3 separate regions of the Sus scrofa genome follow, and all the other regions are linked to region 3. A link is a contact called in public HiChIP or PLAC-seq data. All regions are on one chromosome and are shown on one strand. Each heading gives the region's core, a stretch centred on a gene start, on an enhancer-like site or on the middle of the called end of the contact. The rest is flanking DNA. Distances are from core to core; before and after follow the strand shown. Region 1 holds the start of GOLM1 (Golgi membrane protein 1). Region 2 holds the start of C10H9orf153. Region 3 holds the start of NAA35 (N-alpha-acetyltransferase 35, NatC auxiliary subunit).

What was found. HiChIP or PLAC-seq counts read pairs in DNA pulled down with a chosen protein or histone mark.
Region 1: an H3K27ac HiChIP or PLAC-seq map of alveolar macrophages shows a contact between it and region 3. The contact joins the promoter of GOLM1 here to the promoter of NAA35 in region 3. A contact is called at or near these places in 1 of 47 Hi-C or Micro-C datasets (embryonic fibroblasts) and 1 of 2 datasets of contacts at active chromatin or transcription factors (alveolar macrophages).
Region 2: an H3K27ac HiChIP or PLAC-seq map of alveolar macrophages shows a contact between it and region 3. The contact joins the promoter of C10H9orf153 here to the promoter of NAA35 in region 3. A contact is called at or near these places in 4 of 47 Hi-C or Micro-C datasets (alveolar macrophages, embryonic fibroblasts, psoas muscle and 1 more) and 1 of 2 datasets of contacts at active chromatin or transcription factors (alveolar macrophages).

Annotation. Positions count from the first base shown.
Region 1 is chr10:29,116,105-29,118,911 of Sscrofa11.1, reverse strand. It overlaps GOLM1 (Golgi membrane protein 1), which reads right to left and starts at 1,334. Exons shown (of 10, transcript XM_021064635.1): 1 at 1,186-1,334.
Region 2 is chr10:29,083,918-29,086,866 of Sscrofa11.1, reverse strand. C10H9orf153 reads right to left here and starts at 1,529. Exons shown (of 4, transcript XM_021064633.1): 1 at 1-1,529.
Region 3 is chr10:29,321,294-29,324,053 of Sscrofa11.1, reverse strand. NAA35 (N-alpha-acetyltransferase 35, NatC auxiliary subunit) reads left to right here and starts at 1,345. Exons shown (of 23, transcript XM_021064637.1): 1 at 1,345-1,507; 2 at 2,335-2,463. The coding sequence starts at 2,340.

The sequences.
Region 1 (2,807 bases), core at 85-2,584, 210 kb after region 3:
GCTGCCAACGTGGGCACCGCGGCGGCCCGAGCGCGCCCGGGGCGGAGGGGAAAGAGAAGAAGATGAGCGGCGGAGCCAGCCCGCCCTCCCCGCGCGTCAATCACGCCCGCACCGCTGGTCCTAGCGCGACTTTGGGGATGCACGCTTTCGACTTTGGATCCCGACGCGCGTGACACAGCTAAGAACAAAAAGCGAGGCCCCGCATCTCCCCAGACCGGCCTCCGCAGGGCAGCCCAGCGGGTCGGGGCGGTCCCGGGAAGGAAGCTCTGGAGCGGGGAGATGCAGAGCCCACCCCGAACCGATTTCAGTAAAAGGCTGCGGCCCAGGTGCCAGCCGGGGGGGTGTCTCCGGGGCCCGGCGCGGGGTCCTTCAGCGCGGGCCCGGAACCGAGGAGGGACAAGGAGAGAGAAGGCTGCCAGAGGGCACGCGGGGCACGCGCGCCGCCCACTCACCTCTGGCCGAAGCTCTGGCGGCCCCTTGGTGCTGCGGGACCCGGCTTCCAGGCCGCCCGAGCCGCCCTCCCGCCGCCGCCGCCGCCGGCCTCTCGCTTCCCGCCTGCTCCGAGCCCAGTGCCCCGCGCGGCGCCCAGCGCCGCCGCGTCTCCGGCCTCCGCAGCCGCGAGACCCCGCCCCCGGGCAGCGCCGCCGGCGCAGGGAGGGAGGCGGCGCCGCGAGCGCGAGGAGGAGGCGAGGCCGGGGCTGCGCCCGGACGCCGGCCCCACGGTGCGCGCACCCGGGCCCGCGGCCGCCCCTCGGCGGGAGCCGAACAATCCCGGCGCGCCCCCTCCCGCCGCCCCTTCCCAACCCCTTGCAGTGGCTCCCGGCGTGTCTTCGGGACGCGGTTCGAGAGCAGAGTTGCGCGGTGCCGATGCTTCCGAAGGACGGGCGTAGGGTGGGAAGCGGCGGCGGAGGGAAGGGACCCAGCGAGACCACCTACCCACCCCACCCCGCATCCTACCCCCGCGGCCCACCCCCGCCCCGAAGGAATTTTCCGGAACCCAGAGACGACCACACCCAGCGCCGCACTCCTGGCCGCGCTCACGTCTCCTTTTTCAGTGGTCCCGGGCCAAACCGCCCAGCGTAGAGGGACCGAGGAAAGACGGGTCTCTAGGGAATCTCCTCACCAGTGTGCCTTTCTCTTCCACCAGCCCTTCCCATGTAGCCCTGACCTCCCCACGGCTGTTACCTCTCAGCGCTAATTTGTCGGTTTGCGACCCTCCGAGCGCAAGCCCCAGATAAAACGAAGATTGCTGGGCGCTGCGCAAGCGGGAGTCTCTAGAACTCCCTGCAGACGGAGACTGGGAGTCTGATTTGTAAACACTGCCCTGCTGCCCCTTCGGCACACGGAAGTTTGAGAAGCGTTGTTGAGCCACACCTGCCTGAGAGGATGATGGCACGGACTAATGACCGATGGAATAACGATACTAGAAAATTCTAAAGCAGTGGTTCTTAACCCTCACAGCGCTAGTCAGACGTTAGAATTATCTGGGAGCTCTTAGAGTATTGCCAGGGTCCCACCTCTGGAGTTCTGAGCCTGAGCATTGGTATTTTTGTTTGAAGGTTTCCCTGATAGTTCTAACATATGGCCAGGATTGAAATCATTTCCCTAGAATCAGCTCTTTTTGAATCTACCTGGCTCTGGTGCCTGGGAAAAGAGCCCCTTGGCTCACCTGTCCCAAATCCCAATGCCGAAGAAAAAGGGACATGCTCCTGAGGGGATGCTCACAGCCAAAATTGTTTTCCACCCAAACAGGCTTATCTTGAAAATGGTGACCAAGATGCTTTAGTACCACCTGAGCATGGGTCTCCTTAACTTCAGGATGAGTATCTTTATGAGCCAAAATCTTTTACCTGAATAATGAGCTGGCAATAATGACCCCTTTGGAGTCATATTCTGTAGAGTCCAATATGATGTTTTCATTACCTGTTGTTAGACTGCCAGCTGGTCACACCAGGTGTTCAAAAGCTGAGAGTGTGTTGTTGCCCCTGAGACCTGGCTTTTCTGAGGGTTTGACTTGAAGCTCTTGGTGCTGATCTTCTGCTGACCTTCAGTGTCCAAAATCAGGGCTTTGGGACAAGAACAGTAATTTCCCTCATTGCCCCTTTTGGCTCTCCTAGTAATGTTGTGCCTTCTTAGATTGTGGACTGTAACTTCCATCTCATTTGCCTCTAAGTAGGTCTCCATTAGTGTTGCTCATTTATCAACAGCTAATTAGTGATGAAGTCAGTAATTCTTAAGCACTTTATGGGAGAGGTCCATATGTCTAGGTACTAGGGAAGCTGGCTACATTAACTACATCTTCACTGAAAGAGAATCAGCCCTTTTCAAGCTTTATAAGAATCTTCGTGACGAAATTGAGAATTTTTAAGACATTCTTTTGAAGTTCTTTGAAGAGACAATACTTATATATGCAATAGTGCATATGTAAAAGGATTTACATTCTTTATAAAGCTCTCTTCTATTTTCTCAAGTCTTCTCACCCAGAGGGTTTGATGTAATCAGTTGCTGACTTTAAAAATTCTGCTGGAGAGATGTTGATTAAACAATGTGCACGGGGCCAACGGGGGTTGGTGGCAGTGGCACCGGTTTTGTCTGTTCAGCATCCTTTCCCTTACTAGCTAATGGCACCTGATTTCCATACAGGCACTTATCTCCTGCTCTCCAAGGGATATAGCCTTGGTTGGGCTGTCAATCAAAGTGATGTCCTCTGCAGCTCAAGGGGTAGACCCTTTGCATTTGTTTTCTGTTTGCTGCCCTAACAAATTATCACACACCTAGAGTTAAAATGACACGGTTCTGTTAGTCAA
Region 2 (2,949 bases), core at 280-2,779, 240 kb after region 3:
CACACTTTTGTACCCCTTTTCCAGGGAGCTGGCAAGTGTCCTGAACAGGACCTGAGGCCGGTCTGGAAAGATTGCCTGGGGGTCACCAGCCTTAACCTGTGTGCCACCCACACCACAGTTGGCCTATGTGTTGGCCCCCTGCAATGTGGGGCAGCACGTACAACGGAAAGGACGGAAAGATGCTGAGTGGGGAGCAGCAGGGGTTGGAGAGGGTGGGCAGATCAGAATCAGCACAGGTCCATCCAAGGGAACTGCCTGTGCGGACCCCTCTGTGCTCTGCAGATAGTCTTCAGGGACCTGGACCTGCACGGGACCTTCACTGTGTCGATGCTCAGTGGCCTTGAGAACTGCCAGGCCAGCTAAGGCAGGAGGAGGAGGTAACACCTGGTGGCTTTGGATGGGAGCCAGGGTGGCTGGTTCACTCATTTCCACCATTCGGGTTTTTTTTTCTCAGGGCCACACCCGTGGCATATGGAAGTTCTCAGGTTAGGGGTCAAATTGGAGCGACAGCTGCTGGCCTACACCACAGGCACAGCAACGCCAGATCTGACCCGTATCTGTGACCTACACCACAGCTCACGGCAATGCCAGACCCTTAACCCACTGAGCAAGGCCAGGGATCGAACTTCCAACCTCATGGTTCCTAGTCAGATTTGTTTCTGCTGCACCACCACAAGAACTCCCCACCATTCAGTTTTGGCCCAGGGGCCACCTTGTCCCTGTGAGCTGGCTCTGGAAAAGGGGAGAAGCAGCACTCTAGCATTTTTGGACGTTGTCCTTGTTCAGAGCCTCATCTCTCCCAAGGTTGCAACTCCCAAGGCTGGATTCGGGGAGCGGGAGAAAGGATGGCAGGTGAGGTGGGTTTGGTGGGACAAGCAGAGGTGGAGGGAGCATAGGGCTGCTGGTGGGGAAGGCCCCAAATGAGGAGGGAGACCATGCGGGAGCAGCCCTGACCAGCAGGGCCAGCTTCCTATCGCCCCCTGCCTGGAAGGAAAGTCAAGTCTCTGGACCCAATTCACAGACGTGGACGCAGCTGTCATCTCCCACCTCACCCCACCCTGCCTTGCCAAGCCCAGACTGGCTTCATTTTCACTTTTCTCTGCTCTCATTACGCTCTGTGGGTGATCAAGCCCTGCACTTACCACTTGTCTTACAAGCCTCCATTTACGCGGCCGGCTCTTCTGTGAATTTGTACACCCTGGCGGTGAGGGTTGGGCGGGGGGTGGGGAGAAGGGCAGGTCTCATTCACCCTGTAGACCAGGGGCGGAGCCCGGAACCTGGCACATGCCAATGCTTAGGAAGAGCTGAGTAGATGAGTAACTGTTCATTGTGACATACGGACAACCTCAAGGTCACATGAACAGCTATGTGACACCAAAGGTCAGGGGATTATCTTCCTGCATGAGGGTGATGAGTGGAGGGTGAAGGATGGAAGGACCTTTTTTTTTTTGTCCTTTTAGGGCCACACCCTTGGCATATGGAGGTTCCCAGGCTAGGGGTCGAATTGGAGCTGCAGCTGCTGGCCTACGCCATAGCCATAGCAATGGGGGATCCGAACCGCGTCTGCGACCTACACCACAGCTCAAGCCACGCAAGATCCTTAACCCACTGAGCAAGGCCAGGGATCGAACCTGCAACCTCATGATTCCTAGTTGGATTCATTTCCACTGAGCCATGATGGGAACTCCAGGACATTTTTTAAAAACGGGGAACATTAAATAGCTGAATTGTGAATGCAGGTTTTTTTTTTTTTTTTTTTCTTTTCTTTTAGGGCCATACCCGTGGCACATGGAAGTTCCCAGGCTAGGGGTCGAATTGGAGCTACAGTCTCTGGCCTACACCACAGCCACAGCAATTCGGGACCTGCATCCTCATGGATGCTAGTCACATTTGTTTCCCCTGAGCCACGACGGGCACGCCTGCATATAATTTGTATTCATTCAAGTCTTTCCTTCTATAGACATGAGCAAAGTGCAAAGGACATGCCAAGGCAGTTCACATCTGCCCAGGAGATCGGGTTGCTCATCCTAACTCTCTACATGGGCCTCGAGGTCATGCTCCGGACTCTGCCCTCACCCTCAAAAGGCTCCCTGCTCAGAAGTCTCCTAGAGCAATCACTGAAAACTCTGCCAAAGGACCATTTCCCCGGAGGAGAATCTATTGGTGAAAAGAATCAAGTGTTCTCCAGAGACAGAACCAGTACATTTCTTTCTCACAGTCAAGTCTTTTTTTTTTTTTTTTGCCTTTTCTAGGTCTAATCGGAGCTGTAGCTGCTGGCCTACACCACAGCCACAGCAATGCGGGATCCAAGCCGTGTCTGCGACCTACACCACAGCTCACGGCTGATCATTAACCCACCGAGCAAGGGCAGGGATCGAACCCGAAACCTCATGGTTCCCAGTTGGATTTGGTAACCACTGCGCCACAACGGGAACTCCTCAACTCTCTATCCTTAAGCTCTTCATCTACAGATTCAACCAATAGCAGTTAGAATATATTGGGGCAAAAGACTTCAGAAAGTTTCAAAAATCAAAACTTGAATTTGCTTTGCCCCAACATTTATGTATCACACTTGCATTGTACTTATAACTATTTACATAACATTTATACTGCATTGGGTATTGTAAGTAATCCAGGGATGATTTAAAGCAGTGGGGAGGGAGTTCCTACTGTGGTACAGTGGGTTAAGGACCCAGTATTTTCTCTGCAGTGGCTCAGGTTCTGTCCCTGGCTTGGAAACGGGTTAAGGTTCCAGCATTGCTGCAGTTGTGGTGTATGTCACAGATGCAGCTCAGACTCTATTCCTGGCCTGGGAACTTCCACATGCTGCAGGTGCAGCCATTAAAAAAAAAAAAAAAAAAAAAAAAGATAAATGCAGCGGTTTTGAGGACCCTATGTGAAAATCTTCACAGCTGTCCACACTTAGAGAACCTAGAGAAAGCCCCCTGC
Region 3 (2,760 bases), core at 96-2,595:
ATTAATCCTGCCTCACACCTCCTCCCGCTCTGGCAGTCACTGCTCTGTTTTCTGTCATTACAGATTAAATTTGTCTTTTTAAAAATTACATATAAAATTATAGTCTAGTCTTTTGCTCATACTGATTTTTTTTTTTCCCTCTTTAGGGCAGAACCTGCAGCACAAGGAAGTTCCCGGGCTAGGGGTCAAATTTGGAGCTGCAGCTACCATCCTATACCACAGCCACAGCAATGCAGGATCCGAGTGATGTCTGCAACATACACCACAGCTCATGGCAACACCGGTTCCTTAACCCACTGAGTGAGGCTAGCAATCGAACCCACATCCTCATAGAAACTAGTCAGGTTCTTAACCTCCTGAGCCACAACAGGAACTCCCATAATGATTTCCTTTGCTCAGAATTTTTTTGAGATTCATATTTTTGCATGTCAAGTACTCATCCCTGTTTGTCAATAACTACTATTCATTATATGAATAATTACACATCATCGTATGGATATGCCACAAGTTGTTTATCTGCTCATTAAGGTTGTTGCCAGTTTTTGGTCTTTAAAGCTACAAAAATTAATGTACAAGTTTTTGTGTGGACCAATGGCTTGGTCTTGTAAGTGCATGATTAATTTTATAGTAAAAGATGAACTGTTTATCAAAGAGGTTGTATCCTTTTGCATTCCCCATCAGCAACATCTGAGTTCCAGCTCCAGCAAATTGGAGCTCCAACTGTTCTGTGTCCTCAACATTGGGTATCATCTCTTAAACTTTAGCCATTTTATTGGCAACGTGGTGGTAAAGATGCATTTTGTTTCCTACCCGTAGTAGTCTACTTATTTAATTGCACTTTAAAAATGATCATTTTACTAATTTTAGGAAAGCTTTAAACCATGTAATGGGTCTAAAAGAAAATGACTTGATTCTGCTGATATTTTGTTTCCATTCTTCCTCATGAACTCCCCAGATTCTCTAGGAAACATAAATCAAGTGTCAGGCAAAACCAACTCGACGGAGCTTTCAGAGCTGAGCTCTTCATTCACAGCCCCAACATCAAGGGTCCACACCTACTTCCACTCCTTCCTCCTGATTCTCTTCACCTTTCTAAGAATTTCCCAGGGAGCTGCGCGGGACGAGGCGGGGCGGGCTCTGGGTCCCCAGGCTCCGCCCCTTACTGGGACCCACCCACTAACCAGGTCGCTGCCCAAGGCTGGAGGAGGAAGATAGCTTCCGGTCTTGCGATTGCCTCTAATCTCGCGAGAAGAGAAGATGGCCTCCAACGGCCGAATGACGGCAGTGGCTAGGAAGGGGGTGTGGCCGGGAGCGCGAAGTCCCCTGGCGTGAGGGAGAGGAGGCGGGGTCGCGCGCACTGGGCGTACGCATGCGCGCACGCGGATGGTCGGGCTGGGCTGAGAGGGGAGGGGGCGGCGGCGGCGGCGGCGGCGGCAGTAGCCGAGGCGGCGTCTTTATTTCCGCGGTTCGGACTGTGTGGCGGCGCGAGTGGCCACGGGAGAAGTAGGTAGGAACCACCGTGCGGAGCCCTTGAGACTTCCTCCTACCCGTGTCCGACAGCCGCAGCCCCTCGCGCGTGTGGCAGACCCGGGGGACTCCAGGTCACCCTGCGGCCCCGGCCCTCCCGCCGCGCTTCAGGTAGGAGCTACGGGCTCCCCAGTGTCCGCCGAGGGCCCGGCCTTACACAGTGTTACCGGGCGACGACCTGGCACCGGGCATGCCCGTCCTCCCGCGCGACGGCAGCTCTGTCCTTGCTTCCGTGCCTTTGGGACCGGGCCGGGCTGACCCGGGTGAGCCGGGTCCCCGCTTCAGGTGCACCTCCGCCCTAAGCCCGATGGCTGGGACCCCGTGGTGCGCTCCCTTGTGCGGTGCCCCCCGGACAGGCCATGCTGGGGTCCTGCCGAGCGGAGAGAGGTTGATCCAGCAAGCTCCGGTAGGGGAGGGACCCCCTTGACTTGAGTGGTTGCCGCATGGGGTCTTGGGCTGCGAGAGGGGACCTTGAAGAGTGCCTTGGTTATTTGTGGCCAGCGTTGAAAGTTGGAAACAGTGGAGTTGGTTCTCTTTGGGCCAGTGCTGGGATGGTTTGTGATTTTTCTTATGAAATAGGCAAACTTGTTTATGAGCCCTCGTAGATGGTGGACCAGTAGTGTTAATTAACGTGAAATTTAATTGCATTAAGGTAATTTTTTACAGTACCGTCCACAAACTCAAAAGAGCTCTGCCCAGACAGTTTAGTAAGACTTTCATCCAGTACTTAAACAGACACACATGGTTTGCCAGTACCCTTGTCCTGAAAGCTACATCCTCTCTTTTACACCAGTATTAATTTTATAGGCATAATGGTTATGAAAGCTTCTGTAGAAGATGATGATTCAGGATGGGAGCTCAGTACACCAGAAAAGATGGAAAAAAGCAATACGAACTGGGTGGACATAACCCAAGATTTTGAAGAAGCTTGTCGAGGTGAGTTTGAAGTTTTGAAATAGAAGTTCAAAATTTGAGAAAGGGTGCAATGAAATGTGGATTGTGATTTCTAAACTGTAGCAGTAAATGAAAAAGAAAATCAACAGGTAAGTGCGGTTTATTGAGCTTGTTAACCACACTCATTCTCTATTTTCTGATTTTAACTTTTGTTTGAAGCCAGTTTATATATATCATGAAATACAGACATTGAGGCAGTTTCTTCTGTTAACATGTTCTAACTTTAATAAGTTTGAGAGTACATAGCAATAATTTCAAACTGCGGAAATAGGAATTCTG